2 separate regions of the Sus scrofa genome follow, and region 1 is linked to region 2. The links are chromatin contacts, called in public promoter capture Hi-C maps. All regions are on one chromosome and are shown on one strand. The core of a region is the stretch at or near the end of the contact, and the rest is flanking DNA. Distances in the headings are between cores, read along the strand shown.

What was found. Promoter capture Hi-C pulls out the DNA fragments that hold promoters and counts their contacts.
Region 1: a promoter capture Hi-C map of fetal liver shows a contact between it and region 2, with 2.7 times the contacts expected there. The contact joins the promoter of ATG2A here to the promoter of FAU in region 2. A contact is called at or near these places in 2 of 5 promoter capture datasets (fetal liver and liver), 4 of 47 Hi-C or Micro-C datasets (heart right ventricle, liver, skeletal muscle and 1 more) and 1 of 2 datasets of contacts at active chromatin or transcription factors (alveolar macrophages).

What each region holds. Positions count from the first base shown.
Region 1 is chr2:7,257,523-7,264,157 of Sscrofa11.1, forward strand. ATG2A (autophagy related 2A) reads left to right here and starts at 4,509. Exons shown (of 43, transcript NM_001190278.1): 1 at 4,509-4,718. The coding sequence starts at 4,548.
Region 2 is chr2:7,069,071-7,076,380 of Sscrofa11.1, forward strand. It overlaps FAU (ubiquitin-like protein FUBI), which reads left to right and starts at 1,833. Exons shown (of 5, transcript XM_021082866.1): 1 at 1,833-2,180; 2 at 2,449-2,531; 3 at 2,618-2,762; 4 at 3,350-3,405; 5 at 3,568-3,741. The coding sequence starts at 2,457. The coding sequence ends at 3,693. MRPL49 (mitochondrial ribosomal protein L49) reads right to left here and starts at 1,934. Exons shown (of 4, transcript NM_001245013.1): 1 at 1,833-1,934; 2 at 552-702. The coding sequence starts at 1,910. It overlaps ZNHIT2 (zinc finger HIT domain-containing protein 2), which reads left to right and starts at 5,587. Exons shown (of 1, transcript XM_003122543.4): 1 at 5,587-7,310. The coding sequence starts at 5,957.

The DNA.
Region 1 (6,635 bases), core at 3,259-5,758, 190 kb after region 2:
CCTTTGCTCCACAGGCCTTGTCCCTCTGGCCTTTGGTGTCCTCGTCTGTCAAATGAAAATTCACCATCTCCTTCTTGCCCACTTCCCAGGCTCAGGAGATGAAGACTCTCCCATGGCCCTGCAGAAAAAAGCGGGGCATGGAGGTCGGGGAAGCAGGCCCACCAAGCCTTCTACAACCGGTCGAAGACCCTGAGGCCCAGAGAGGAAAAGTGCGTTGCCCAAGGTTATTAGCCTATCGTCAGAAGCTGGCACCACAGCCCAGGCCCCCACCTCCCAGCCTAAGTCAGGAGGACACCAGCTCCAGCTCCCCACCCCAGGTCCCCTGGCCCCCAACATCCATCATTCCCCTGGACTCAGTTGCCTGGACTCTTGAGGGTCTCCAGGCCAGGTAGGCCGTGGAGGGTGGGTGCTTTGTACAAAGGGCAAGCTCAGTTTGAGGACTGGGGCATGGAAGGTTGGAAGCCAGAGGTTAAGACTTCTTGGATCTCAAAATAGTTACAATGTTACATGAGGGGTGGAGAGTTGGGTTTTGTTTGTTTGTTTGTTTGTTTGTTTTTTAGGGTTGCACCTGCAGCATATGGAAGTTCCCAGGCTAGGGTTCAAATTGGAGCTGCACCTGCTGGCCTACACCACAGACACAGCAAACATATCCAAACCGTGTCTTCAGCCTACAATGCGGCTCACGGCAACGCCGGATCCTTAACCCACAGAGTGAGGCTAGGGATCAAACCTGCATCTTCATGGTTACCAGTCGGGTTCATTACCACTGAGCCACAAATGGGAATTCTGAAAATTATTTTTGCAATCATCTTTATTGAGATATCACTCACATTCCATAAAATTTACACATTTTGGTGTTATTGTTTAATGAGTATAAAATTTCCATTTTGCAAGATGAAAAAATTGAGGAGATTAGTTGCACAACAGTGTGAATATATATATATATATATATTTATTTATTTATTTATTTATTTTTTGGGCTGCATCTGTGGCATAGGGAAGTTTCCAGGCTAGGAGCTGAATCAGAGCTACAGCTGCCAACCTGAATCACAGCTACAGCAGCTAAGATCTGAGCTGCATTTGCAACCTACACCACAGCTCACAGCAGTACCAGATCCTTAACCCACTGAGCAGGGCCAGGGATCGAACCCACATCCTCATGGATACTAGTCGGGTTCGTTTCCACTGAGCCACAAAGGGAACTCAACGGTGTGAATATGCTTAACCCTACTGAATTGTACTTTTACAAATGGCTGCGACAGGAGCTCCCAGTGTGGCTCAGCAGTAACAAGACTGACTAGTATCCACGAGGAAGTGGGTTTGATCCCTGGCCCCACTCAGTGGGTTAAGGTTCCAGCGTTGCTGTGAGCTGTGGTGTAGGTGGCAGATACAGCTCTGATCTGGCGCTGTTGTGGCTGTGGTGTAGGCCAGTGTTGCAGCTCCAATTTGACCCCCAGCCTGGGAACTTCCGTATGCTGAGGGTGTGGCCCTGAAAAGAAAGAAAGGGGGAAAGAAAGAAAGAGGGGAAGAAAGCAGAAATGGCTAAGATGATAAAATTTATCATGTGCATTTTACCATGATTCAGACAAAATGCAAAATCCAGGCCCTCCACCGTCTCCAAGTGAAAAGCCGCAGCCCCCCCACACCTTCCATAATCACTTTTACGTCTATCCTGATCTCACTGAGGAAATTCCCAGAGGGGCTTCTCCTGGGTGGGCCATTCCTGGGGAAGGGAGAGAGCACGTGGTTTGCCTGATAAGTTTCTGTCTAATCGGATGTGGGGATACCCTCCGAGAAGCCCTACAAAGCCTGGCCTTCCCCCCTTTTCATTCTTTGAGAAGGAACCCCGGCCCTACACTTCCCCAGACCCTTGAGTTCGCTGAGATCCATGGTCCAGCGCCCAGAGCCAGTGTATCTGTTGCATTTCTGTGGCGTTCACCGCATGTTGTCTGGGGGAGGTGGCAGGAAGGACCTTTCTATCCCTCTGAGTCCTGTCTACTTTGCTGCTCTGACACAGACACTGCACTGTGTCCCGGCCACAGAGGGAATCGGGCTTAAGAGTCAACCCACAGGCACCCACTTCTGAGAGACAGATGTGGCCCCTAGTAAAGTTTTAATGAAAGATAGGACATGCATGCCACCTCAGAGGCAGGAAGCAAACCTAGGAAGCAGGCATCTCAGATTGGAGGTCTGGACATTGGAAATGGCCCCGTGTCCCCACCCCTTGTGTGTACTGCTCTCAATTCCCACTGCTGGGGAGTGGTAGCTCCCTCCTAGACTGAACATAAGGACACTTTTTCCTAGACTCCAGAATCTGCCCTTCTAATCCCACTGCCTTTGGGAGAAGTGATGCTTGTTCATTCACTTGCTCCACAGGCACCGAGGCACACAGCCTCAGTATCCTTTCCTGTAAAACGGGGATGTTAATAGTGCCTCCTGGGAGTTCCCTTCGCCGCATAGTGGTTACCAAACCCGACTAAGATCCATGAGGTTTCGGGTTCCATCCCTGGCCTTGCTCAGTGGGTTAAGGATCCAATGTTGCCGTGAGCTGTGGTGTAGGTCGCAGACACGGCTCAGATCTGGCGTTGCTATGGCTGTGGTGTAGGCCAGCAGGTGCAGCTCGGATTCAACCCCTAGCCTGGGAACCTCCATATGCCGCAGGTGCGGCCCTAAAAAGAAAAAGAAAAAAAATAGTGCCTCCCTATGAGCCTGTGTGGTAAAAAGCAGATGAGGTCATGCACATGGAGTGACACGTCCAGGGTCCAGGACAGTCCATGGGCTCCATTCATGATGTCTCTTATTTCTCCTAATTAATAAATACTCAGTGAACCCAACTCTGCCCCTGGCCTGTCACAGGGGTCAGGCAGATCTCTTGATTCATTTCACAATCATTTTCTGAGCAGCCATCCTATTAGCCAGGCTCCTAGGACAGGGGGGGTCTTAGCGTTTCCTGCAGTTCTCTGAGGCTGTTCCTCAGTCTCTCCCAGGTAAGGAGCTGTCCCGCCTATGAGCCCAACCCCAGGTTAAGAGTGATAAAACAGGCTCACAATAGGAGCAGCTTAAATAGGACTTGCTTGAAGCCACACAGAGCTGGCACTGGAATCTTGATCCCTGCCCCTCAGGCCAGAGGGGCTGCCCTCGCTTCAGGCTGAATTTTGGCTTTAGACTGCAGTCCATCTCCCTGCTAAAGCTAAAATGGAATTATAATTCCATCTTCAGTCATCATGATGTTAGGGTCTTGTGGAGCAGGGCTGGGCAAACTTTTTCTGTAAAGGACCAGAAAATAAATTATTAGGCTTTGTAGGCCTCTGTCTCAAGTACTCAACCCTGCTATGGTAAGAAAGGAGCCCTAGAGAATACTTATTCAAACAAGCACGGCTGTGTAACACTAAAACTTTATTTGTGGACACACTAGTGAAGTTCATATGATTTTCACATCATGAAATCTTACCCATTTGGGTTTTTTCCAACTCTTGGAATATGTAAAAACCATTCTTAGCTCAAGGGTGATACCAAACAATGAATCTCTGCTCAAGGGGGTTGGAATCCATCCTTTGTGTCTTGGGTTTTTGTTTTGTTTTGGGTTTGTTTGTGTTTTTTGTTTTTTGTTTTTGGCTGCTCCAGCAGAATGTGAAAGTTCCCCAGGCCAGGGATTGAACCAGCACCCCAGCAGTGACCCAAGCAATTACAGTGACAACACTGGATCCTTAACCTGATGCAGCACAAGAGAACTCCACTATTGAGTTTGAGGATTTGGGATGTAAAAAATTGTTGTTATTATTATTGTTGTTGTTGTTGCTGTTGTTACAGGGAGGGGCCAGAGGCCTGGCCAACTACAGGGAGAAGGGATGATCAGTTAATCTGTCCCGCATTTCAGGTGAGGAGTGGAAGACAAGACGTCCTTCATGATGCTTTCTGTTTAAATCAGTTTTTCTTTTCCGTAAAATAGTGACAATGATCTCTATCTTAGAAGATCGTTGTGAAGGTTGAATGAGATAAAGGAAGGTAAGGCGTTTTATAAAATGCAAGTGTTTATTCACTTAATCTTTCTAAAGATGCGAGCTGGGGCTCTCGCACTGACTATTCTTCTGGAAAGCGCACAGCGAAGTTGGATGGGACACTGTCCCTTTAAATCCTTCCCAACTACCTCAAGTACTAGTTGGACGAGTCGGCACATGCGCATTCCTTTGCGGGGCTGGTACCTCAAGCCACAACAGCCTTCCCAGAGCCCTTAGGAGAGAGGTTAAAGGTCCTCCCACACAGAATTTATACGCAAGCGTAAATCAAGATTGGGAGCCCTATATCGTACCGCGAGCCCAGTCCCTTTTTCGCGCCTCAAGGCTCCGCCCCCGCGGCCAATCAGGAGGCCTCGCCCTTCCCAGTGGCCAATGGCAATAAGCGTGGGGGGCGTGGTCAGGCGTCCGGGGGTGCGGCCTGGCGCTAAGAGAAGCGGCGGGGTGAGCCGGGGGCTCTAGTGAACAGCGCAACCGGACGGGGAACGCTGGCGGGCGGCAAGCGGAGGCGGCCCGGGCCCGGCGCTCTCCGAGATGTCACGATGGCTGTGGCCATGGTCAAACTGTGTGAAAGAGCGGGTCTGCCGCTACTTGCTGCACCACTACTTGGGTCACTTCTTCCAGGAGCACCTCAGCCTGGACCAGCTCAGCCTCGATCTATACAAGGGCAGCGTTGCCCTGAGGGATATACACCTGGAAATCTGGGTGAGGATTCAGGCCGGAGCCCTGGAAGGGTCCGAACGGGGAGGAGGGGGCGCAGCGACCTGAGGCTCCTTGCGAAAGAATCGGACTAGGGGACCAGGCACCGGGGTGGAAAGGCCTTGGGCGTCCAGCCCCTTCCAGGGGTCACAGGGACCCCAGCTGATCGCCTCTAGAGCCAGAAGCTGTACGGGAAGGGGGTTCCTGCCTCTGCTTCACAGGAGGGGAAACTGAGACTGAGGATTGGGATGTCACTCATCTGGAGATAAGTGACAGAATAAGCATATCATGTTTGAGGCCCGAGTTGAGCACTTGGTGCCAATGGGGCTTAGGAAAGGGAGGGGAGGGATCAGAGAAACCAGGGGGCCTCTGTTGGGACCAGGCCAGGGAAGTGACAGAGTTTGGGCATATCGCTGGTTAGGGGAGTCTGGAAGAGGTCCAGGACCCTGCTGAGGGCACCTGTGGGAAAGGTGCCCTGACCTCCTAACCCCACGACCCTGGGCCCAGGGGGTGGGGTTCACCGCGGGATATGTATGTCAACAACCGCGTCAGCACCAGTGTTGATCAACACTTTGTGTGGCTGCCTCGCTGCCTTACTTCCTGCTTTGGAGAGAGTGGGATGGACCAAGTTGGTGTTTGGGGAGGGGCTTGGGCATCCGGCATCCCCACCTAGAGGAAAGCCCTCGGAGAAAGGTGGAGAGGCCTGGCCTCAGGCAGAGAAGAGCGACTTTGGGGAAGCAGAGAGGAGTAAAGTCTGGGTCAGGCCTGAGCCTGGGGGCTGTGACTCACCGTTCAGCTGACCTGGGAAGTTGCAAAGTTGCTTAGAGGCACCAGACCGGGTCTGGCACTGGGTCAGCCCCCCAGTCCAAAGTAACAGGGGTGGGCATGGAATCAGGGGCTTCTCAGTCTTCTGGGGGAGCAGACAGGGTGCTCAGCCTTAATACAGTCTGGGCAGGAGAAGCCGGCCTTCCTGAGCAGAGACTCCTGAGCCCGGAGTTGGTGGCACTTCTTGCCTGTGAATCCCGGTGCAGGAGACCTTTTCTGACCTCTGACCTCAGCCTCTTTCTGTGTTCCCACCCACCCTGCCCTCTGGTTAGGGATTTAATTGGCTCCTAGCTAGGCTGCTTTCCTCTTGGCCTCCAGGGAGGGCTTGGGCCGAGGTGGATTGAAGGTGCTTTCCCAGGATGCCAGCCCTTCTCCCAGCTGCCTGGCCTGCAGGTCCCCAGAGTGCCTGGGACCCCAGGAGAGGATGAGAAATGAGGCATGGGTCTCAGTCCCTGTCCCCATAGTATACAGGGTGACAAGCCTAGTCCCTGAAGTGTTCCCATCTGTGGCTCTCTGAGTGAGGAATTTGGACTTGATCTCTTTGGGTCTCCTGGTTCTGTCATGTATCTAATTCATGGGTCCAGCAAGTGTTTACTGAGGCCCTCTCTGGGGGGCACCACACAGAGTGCCTGGAGTCACTCCGAGAAGGCAGGTGGGCTCCTGCCTGCGGGGAGCTCCCAGACTGGTGGGGGTACATCTCCCCTATCAGAAACCAGAGCTGCGCCTCAGAGAGAGGGACCGTGACATCATGTGTCTCTGGAGCTGGGGGCCCGCTCCCACTCAGGTCAGACCCCTGCCTGCCTCTCCTGGACACTCTCCTAAACTCCATCTCACCCGGATGATCGGGGGTGCTGCCACTCTCAGCAAGGCCTTTGCATGTGCTGTCCCCATGCGGGGCTCCTTCTTCATCCCTCAGCTCTCCCCTCTTCTGGTTGGAGAGACTGCGCACATGGGACTCTCCATGTGTAGGGAACAATGGTGCAAAGACTGTACCTTGTACTAGGTAGCAAGGGCGTTCTCCAAGCAGGACCAGCCAGGCAGAGAGCAGCGCCAGGGAGCCAGCTGGCTCTGGGGCTCCCCTGAGCTGGCTTTGTCTCC
Region 2 (7,310 bases), core at 583-3,082:
GTGGGAGCGGCCCAAGAAATAGCAAAAAGACAAAAAAAAAAAAAAAAAAAAAATCCAGCACTGCTGCAAGCTGTGGTGTAGATCACAGATGTGGCTCAGATCTGGCACTGCTGTGGCTGTGGCATAAACTGTCAGCTGCAGCTCTGACTCAACCCCTAGCCCAGGAACTTCCATATGCCTGGGGTGCAGCTCTAAAATGGAAAACAAACAAAAAACCCTGGCCAGAACTGCGAATCTGTGGATCCAGAACTGCCCAACTCCCAAGCTGTGTTCTCACTTATGGCCAGGGATGGGGGTAGGGGTCCAAATTCTTGGGTCTTCTCTCTATGCTTTGCTTTTCCCACAGGGCAAGACCCCACCCCAATCGTGTGTGGGGGCGGTACTAGTAAAACAGTGCTCCATTCGGGGCCCTTCCCTGAACACAGACAGATGCTAGCTCGGGGTTGCCAGTCCTGAACCCACCAGGAATCCAGAGCCTCAGCCAGGGCAGAGACCCCTACGGAGGGGATGTTTTCCTGCAGCCTTCACGCCATCCCCAGAACCCTGCTCACCTCTGGGGGGCTGCCAGCCACTAGGAGTGGGATAATGTTCGTGCTTTGGGGGCTTTGGGATGCTGGCAGGGGGTAAGAGGCGCTCCACGAAATGGTATTCATCCACAGACTCCACGAAGCTGGGGTATTCAGGGGTCCCCTGGGTCTGGCTCTGAGGCAAAAACAAACAAACGACCATCTCCCATCAGCCCACCCACCACCCAGCCCCCAACAGGCAGACCTTTCCTCAAGCAGGAAAAGGAAACATTACAAGCAGAGAGAAGGGCTTAAAGAAAAGGCTGAGGCAGGAAAGCACCAGACTTCAGTCCCGGGTGCAGGATACTGAGGGGACTTAAAAAGAAGTTCAGGAACTCAGGCCCACCTCTCTTAGAATTTTTTTTTTTTTTTGATCTTTTTTTTTAGGGCCGCACCTTGACATGTGGAGATTCCCAGGCTAGGGGTCGAACTGGAGCTATACTACCTGTCTATGCCACAACCACAGCAACACCCAACCTACACCACAGCTCGTGGCAACCCCGGATCCTTAACCCACTGAGCGAGGCCAGGGATCAAACCCGCATCCTAATGAATGCTAATCGGATTCATTAACTGCTGAGCCACGACAGAAATTCCTCACTCAATTCTTATAATTTGATACATTAGGTATTTTATTATCTTCTTTTTATATCCAAGAAATATCAAGACATTAGCAAACAATCTACCTGAGGTCACATTCCTATCCTCCCATACTTCTCCCAGCAGATACCCAGAACTCCTGATAGGTCCCAGGGTCACAAAAAGAATCAGAAGAAAGATGTTCAGTCCTATACATTGTGAGTCTTAGGTTCCCAGAGGTGCCGCCAAGATCTGGGGCCAACCTCCAACGTCTACAACGGTGTCCCCTTCAAAAAATAAGGCAGCGGAGTTCTTTTGCGGGGCAGCGGTTAAGGATCCGGCGTTGTCACTGCTGTCTGCGGGGGCTGAGGTCGCTGCTCTGGCAGGTTCGAACCCTGAATTCCACATGTCTCGCGGCCAAAAAAATATTTTGTCTACGTGTGTGTGTGTGTGTGTACGTAAAATCAGCAAGAATCGATGCCCAGCACCTAGTTCTAACTCAGGCTGTCCTCCAATCATATTTCAGTATCTTAAGCCCCACAATCCGGAGCCCACTTCAGGCCCTGCCCCCTTCCCTCTCAGTCTAGTATCTGAGCTCCAGAAAAGCGACCCCCAAGAAGGGACGAGCAAGGGATAACAGCCTCACAACCAGCCCTCTGCTTCCAGCACCAGGCTCAGCGCTCTCACCAGCCGCCGTAGCCCGCAGCCCAGCGGGACGCCAGTTCTCCAGGCACGAAGTACACCGCAGAGCACAGTCGCCGCCATCTCGAACAGCCCAGGTACACTAGCTTTCTGCGCACGCAACCCGCCTGGTCCAGCCCCTTTATGATCGCTCCGCCCAGGACCGAGAGAACGCCTGCGCAAAGCGTAAGGAGGCGGAGCCAGGACGGCTCTGGGCGGTACAAAAATCAGAGATCTTGGCGGTCGCTCAGTAGTGACGTGGCACGCAGCAGGCGGAGAGGACGTGCGCGCCCTCGCTCCTTCCTCTTTCTCGACTCCATCTTCGCGGTAGCGGCAGGGGTGTCCGCGCTTCAGGTAAGATTTTGGCCTTGGATAGATCCGGAGGTCTTATTTGGGGCTTGGCTGCGAGGTTAGAAGGAACGGGGAAAAAAGAGGAAGAGGGCTGGTCGGGGGGCCTGGCCGATCCCCATCGGACCCCCCTGGCAGGTCCGGCCTTACCCACGTGAGACCCCGAGACCAGCTGCTCCCCGGCGCAGTCGCCCCCGGCCCATCCCCCATTACCTGATCCCTTCTGTCCCAGAGTATTTATTCTCTTACAGGCAACCCCTTTTTTTTTTTTCAGTCGCCAACATGCAGCTCTTTGTCCGCGCCCAGGAGCTACACACTCTCGAGGTGACCGGCCAGGAGACGGTCGCCCAGATCAAGGTGAGGCGTCGTAGTGTTTCCTGGGGTCTTTTGTGTTCGCCTTTGCCTTCCGCGGGAACGTTAATGAGTCTTGTTTTTCCATTTAGGCTCATGTAGCCTCGTTGGAGGGCATCGCTCCAGAAGATCAAGTCCTGCTCTTGGCAGGCACGCCCCTGGAGGATGATGCCATCCTCGGCCAGTGTGGGGTGGAGGCCCTGAGCACTCTGGAAGTAGCCGGCCGTATGCTTGGAGGTGAGTTAGGGAGCACTGTACCTTGAACTGCTTGTAAGTTCATGGGTGTAGGGTGTGGAGTTCAGGGTCCTCAATCCAGGGTGGTTCTTCATGTTTCCCTCCCTCAAGAGGAACTCTTGAGAGGTCTGTGGGAAACTTCTCTAGACGGTAGTTCTATTTCAGTCACTTTCTAAATAGATCCTTGTCTATGTCTCAGTTTCCTCAGGAAAATCAGGAGGTTAGAGCAGATCACCAAGGTGCTCTCTAGGTCTTGTTTAAAGTCAGGAGCTGGAGTTCCCTTTGTGGCTAAGCAGGTTACAAACCCAACGAGTATCCATGAGGATGCGGGTTCCACCCCCTGGTCTTGCTCGGTGGATTAAGGATCCCAAGTTGCCATGAGCTGTGGTGTAAGTCAGGAGCTGGAAAATCCTGAAGTGAAACCCCAGGATGTACTAGACTGGATATTCTTGGTCAGAGTTCAGATCTCTACGACTTTGTTTTAATTCCCTGTTGGGCCCATCTTACCTTTAAAGCTTGAGTTGAGGGAGAAAGGATTCTGCTGGGTGGGGCCTTCTTGTTCTAACTGCTGTCCTCCTTTCTTACCACAGGTAAAGTTCATGGTTCCCTGGCCCGTGCTGGGAAAGTCAGAGGTCAGACTCCCAAGGTGAGTGAGAGTATTAGTGGTGGTGTTTGGACTTTTTTTCCCCTGACACAGCTAAGCCAAAACCTTTGGCTCTTGCCATGTTTGCTCTCTTCCTGGCTGGCAGTGAACCTGAGGGAAGGTGGAAGAGGCAACCCTGGGCTGATCAAATCTCCCTTTTCCCAGGTGGCCAAACAAGAGAAAAAGAAGAAGAAGACCGGCCGGGCCAAGAGACGTATGCAATACAACCGGCGCTTTGTCAATGTCGTGCCCACCTTTGGCAAGAAGAAGGGACCCAATGCCAACTCTTAAGTCCTTTGTAATCCCGGCTTTCACTAATAAAGCCACTTAGTCCAATCATCTCATTGTTTCATCTTCATTTGTGCAGGCCTCAGAGAGAGATGTGGCTTCTAGTTCTAGGGCTGGTGTTGTGAAAAACAGGTCTCGTTTTGGTTTCTTAGCAGTGGAGTAGAGTCAGCAACTTGGGGGGGGGGGGGAAGGCTGGTAAACCAATTGGTCCTAGTGATTTTGTTTGTTCTGACTGGCTGGTTTTGCTAACCTAATCAGTTTGATTATTTCAGTGTTTCTAGAAGTGGGGTTCTCTGGGGTCGATTTAGGTTCCCTCCTAGCAATGCATGCATACCATTCAGAGTCTGCCGGTTCTTGGAATACGGCATGTTATGCGGTGAAGACTTTAGGCTCTAGACTTGAACTGTCTTGAGTTTGGATACTTGTTGCATTTATTTACTGGCATGAACTATTTAATCTCTGCCATCATCTCTTGAGAGTTGCTGTGAAGATTAAATTGTGTCAAGTGCTTAAATCCGAATCTGCCTGCCATGTAGAAAACACAAACATGTTGGTTATTTGTGTCTTTTGTAGTGATTGTTCTGGAAGATACTGGCCCCCATGCCTTCTAGGGGTTTAGCATGTTGTGGGGAAAACAAGGGAACTAAATACTTAAAAGTGTTACAGTTTCAAAGAAAAGTAGGCAGGGTGCTGTAATGAAGGGGAGTGTGAGGGCGGAGAGCTATACCCTATCTTTCGGGAGGTCTGAGGATGGGCTATGTGAGACCTGAAACAGGAGCCCATCAGGAAGTGAGATGGTGAGAGTTCAACCAAGAGAACTGTGTGCAAAGGTGTGTGCAGGTCTGCAGGGTCTTGTCAGACATGGAGAAGAGTTTGGGTTGGAGTCCCAAGTGCAATATAAAGTTACCAAGTGCAGGTAAGGGTTTTAACAAGGGTCTCGTGTGATCTGACTTGTCTAGTATTTTCTTTGGCTGACTTTTCTGGAGGGCTGGCAGGTAAGAAAATTAGGAAGCCAGTTAAGCTGATGCCATCCAATTGAGGAATAAGTAGCTTAGGCCACCAGTGGTGGAGGGGGTGCAAAAAATGAGCAGACTCCTCAAATCCATCCAGAACTTGGTGGGCAAATAAATGGGCCATGTTGAGATAAAGACAAGGAATTTCGAAGGCAGCCCAAAGGCAGGACTGGGTGTGAGTGAAGGACCACAGAACTAGAGCTTACTTTCAGGGGTGCCGTGGATCGAGGCACAGTTTGTGGGTCAGTCACTCCCCCACACCACTACCACAAACTAAGCTCTATTAGGACAGGTACCCTTTTGTATATGGTCGCACCCCAGTGCTGCTGCAGTCGGATTTCCTTTCTTCCTTTCTCTCTCTCTCCCCCTCCTTTCTTTCTCTTTTTCATTTTAGGGCCTCACCTGCAGCATATGAACATTTGGAGGTTCCTACCTGGGCTAGGGGTTGAATCAGAGCTGCAGCTGCTGGCCTACATCACAGCCAGAGCGACGCCAGAGCCAAGCCTATGGGACTTACGCTGCAGCTTAGCGCACGGCAATGCCGCATCATTAACCCACTGAGTGAGGCCAGCGATCTAACCAGCATCCTCATAGGTACTAGTTGAGCTCTTAACCCACTGAGCCACAACAGGAATTCCCTGCAGTCAAATTCTTAACCTACTGCACCACAGTGGGAACTCTCTGCCTTTTTGCTCCTCAGTGTGTTACCGGTGCCTAGCGTGGAGGGCAAAGTTAAGCAGGAGCTCAGATATTTGTTAATGTTGCTTTCTTAAAAGGCGAAATGTGCATGATAATGTGAGAAAATAAAATGTATACATGTATGTGTAACTGGGTCACCATGCTGTACAGTAGAAAAAAAAAATTGCATCAGGGAAATAATTTTTAAAAAATTTAAATGGAGTTCCCATTGTGGCACAGCAGAAGCGAATCCGACTAGGAACCATGAGGTTGTGGATTTGATCCCTGGCCTTGCTCAGTGGGTTAACAATCCAGCATTGCCGTGAGCTGTGGTGTAGGTGGCAGACGCGGTTCAGATCTGGCATTGCTGCTGCTCTGGCACAGACCAGCAGCTGCAGCTCTGATTAGACCCCTAGCTCAGGCAGGTGCAGCCCTTAAAAAAAAAAAAAAAAAAAAAGGACAAAAAAAAGGAGGGGGAAATGTCCCCAACACACACGCCCAGTCTAGACTAGGTGCCCCACTTCGGCCTTCCTTCCACTCCGCTTTGTGTCCAGCGCAGAGACGTCTCATCTCCAATGGGCTTGGCATATAATAGGTGCTCAGCAAAGATCGATTGGGTTTCGCCACAGCGATTTATCGTGCAAAAAAGGCAACCACTAGGGGGCGAGCTGGCACCACCAGAGCGCCCTGCGGGACGCACTACCTTTCCCAGCGCGCAGGGTGGGGCTCCGCGGGAGGCGTTGACGATGCTCGCAGCTCTCGCTCCTCCCCTAGCGCTGCTCGAGAGAGGGGTGGGGCTTGACTGCCGAGTGCGGGCGGAAACTGCCGAGAGTCCTCAGGGCTCCGACTCTGCGCTCCGTCGGCCCCGCGGAGGGGCGGAAGTAACCGAGAAGCGCCGGAAGTTTCCGATCCTGTGCGTTCCCGGGTGGCCTGCGGCGCCAGTTGCCATGGAGCCGGCCGGGCCCTGTGGTATCTGCCCGGCCGGGGAGGCCCAGCCGGCGCGCTACACCTGCCCTCGCTGTAATGTGCCCTACTGCTCGCTGCGCTGCTACCGGGCGCATGGCACCTGCGCTGAAGACTTCTACCGTGACCAGGTGCTGGGAGAGCTGCGCGGCCGCAGCGCCTCACCCAGCCGCCTGGCCAGCGCCCTGCGCCGGCTGCGTCAGCAACGCGAGACCGAGGATGAGCCCGAGGACGCAGGCCTCAGGCCTGGCCCGGCGCCCGGCGGCCTCTCAGGACTCTGGGAGCGGCTGGCCCCGGCCGAGAAGGCGGCTTTCGAGCGGCTGCTGAGCCGGGGCGAGGCCGGGCGGCTGCTGCCCCCGTGGCGGCCGTGGTGGTGGGGTCGTGGGGCCGGGCCGAGGCTTCTGGAGGAACTGGGTGATGCTCCGGGCCGTGACGCCGATGAGCTGGAGCCTGCCCCCGCGGGGTCGCCGCCGGAACCCGTCAAGGATGAGCCCGCGGCCGCCGGGCCGACTCCCGGAGACGCCCCCGGGGTCTGCGCGCCCGCCGTGCCCACCCGGATCCCCACACTGGCCAGCCTGAGCAGGGGCCGCGCGTCGCCGCTCGTGCGCTTCCAGCTGCCCAATGTGCTGTTCGCCTACGCACACACTCTGGCCCTGTATCACGGCGGCGACGAGGCGCTGCTCTCCGACTTCTGTGCCACGCTGCTCGGCGTTTCTGGAGCCCTGGGCGCCCAGCAAGTCTTCACCTCTGCCGAGGAAGCCCTGCAGGCCGCAGCCCATGTGCTGGAAGCAGGCGAGCATCCGCCCGGGCCCCTGGGCACACGGGGTGCCATGCGAGAAGCCGCCCGCATCTTGCTGGGTGAGGGCCCGGCCAACCAGAAAGGCTACACGCTGGCAGCCCTGGGGGACCTGGCTCAGACCCTGGGCCGGGCCCGGAAACAAGCCGTGGCCACCGAAGAGCGAGATC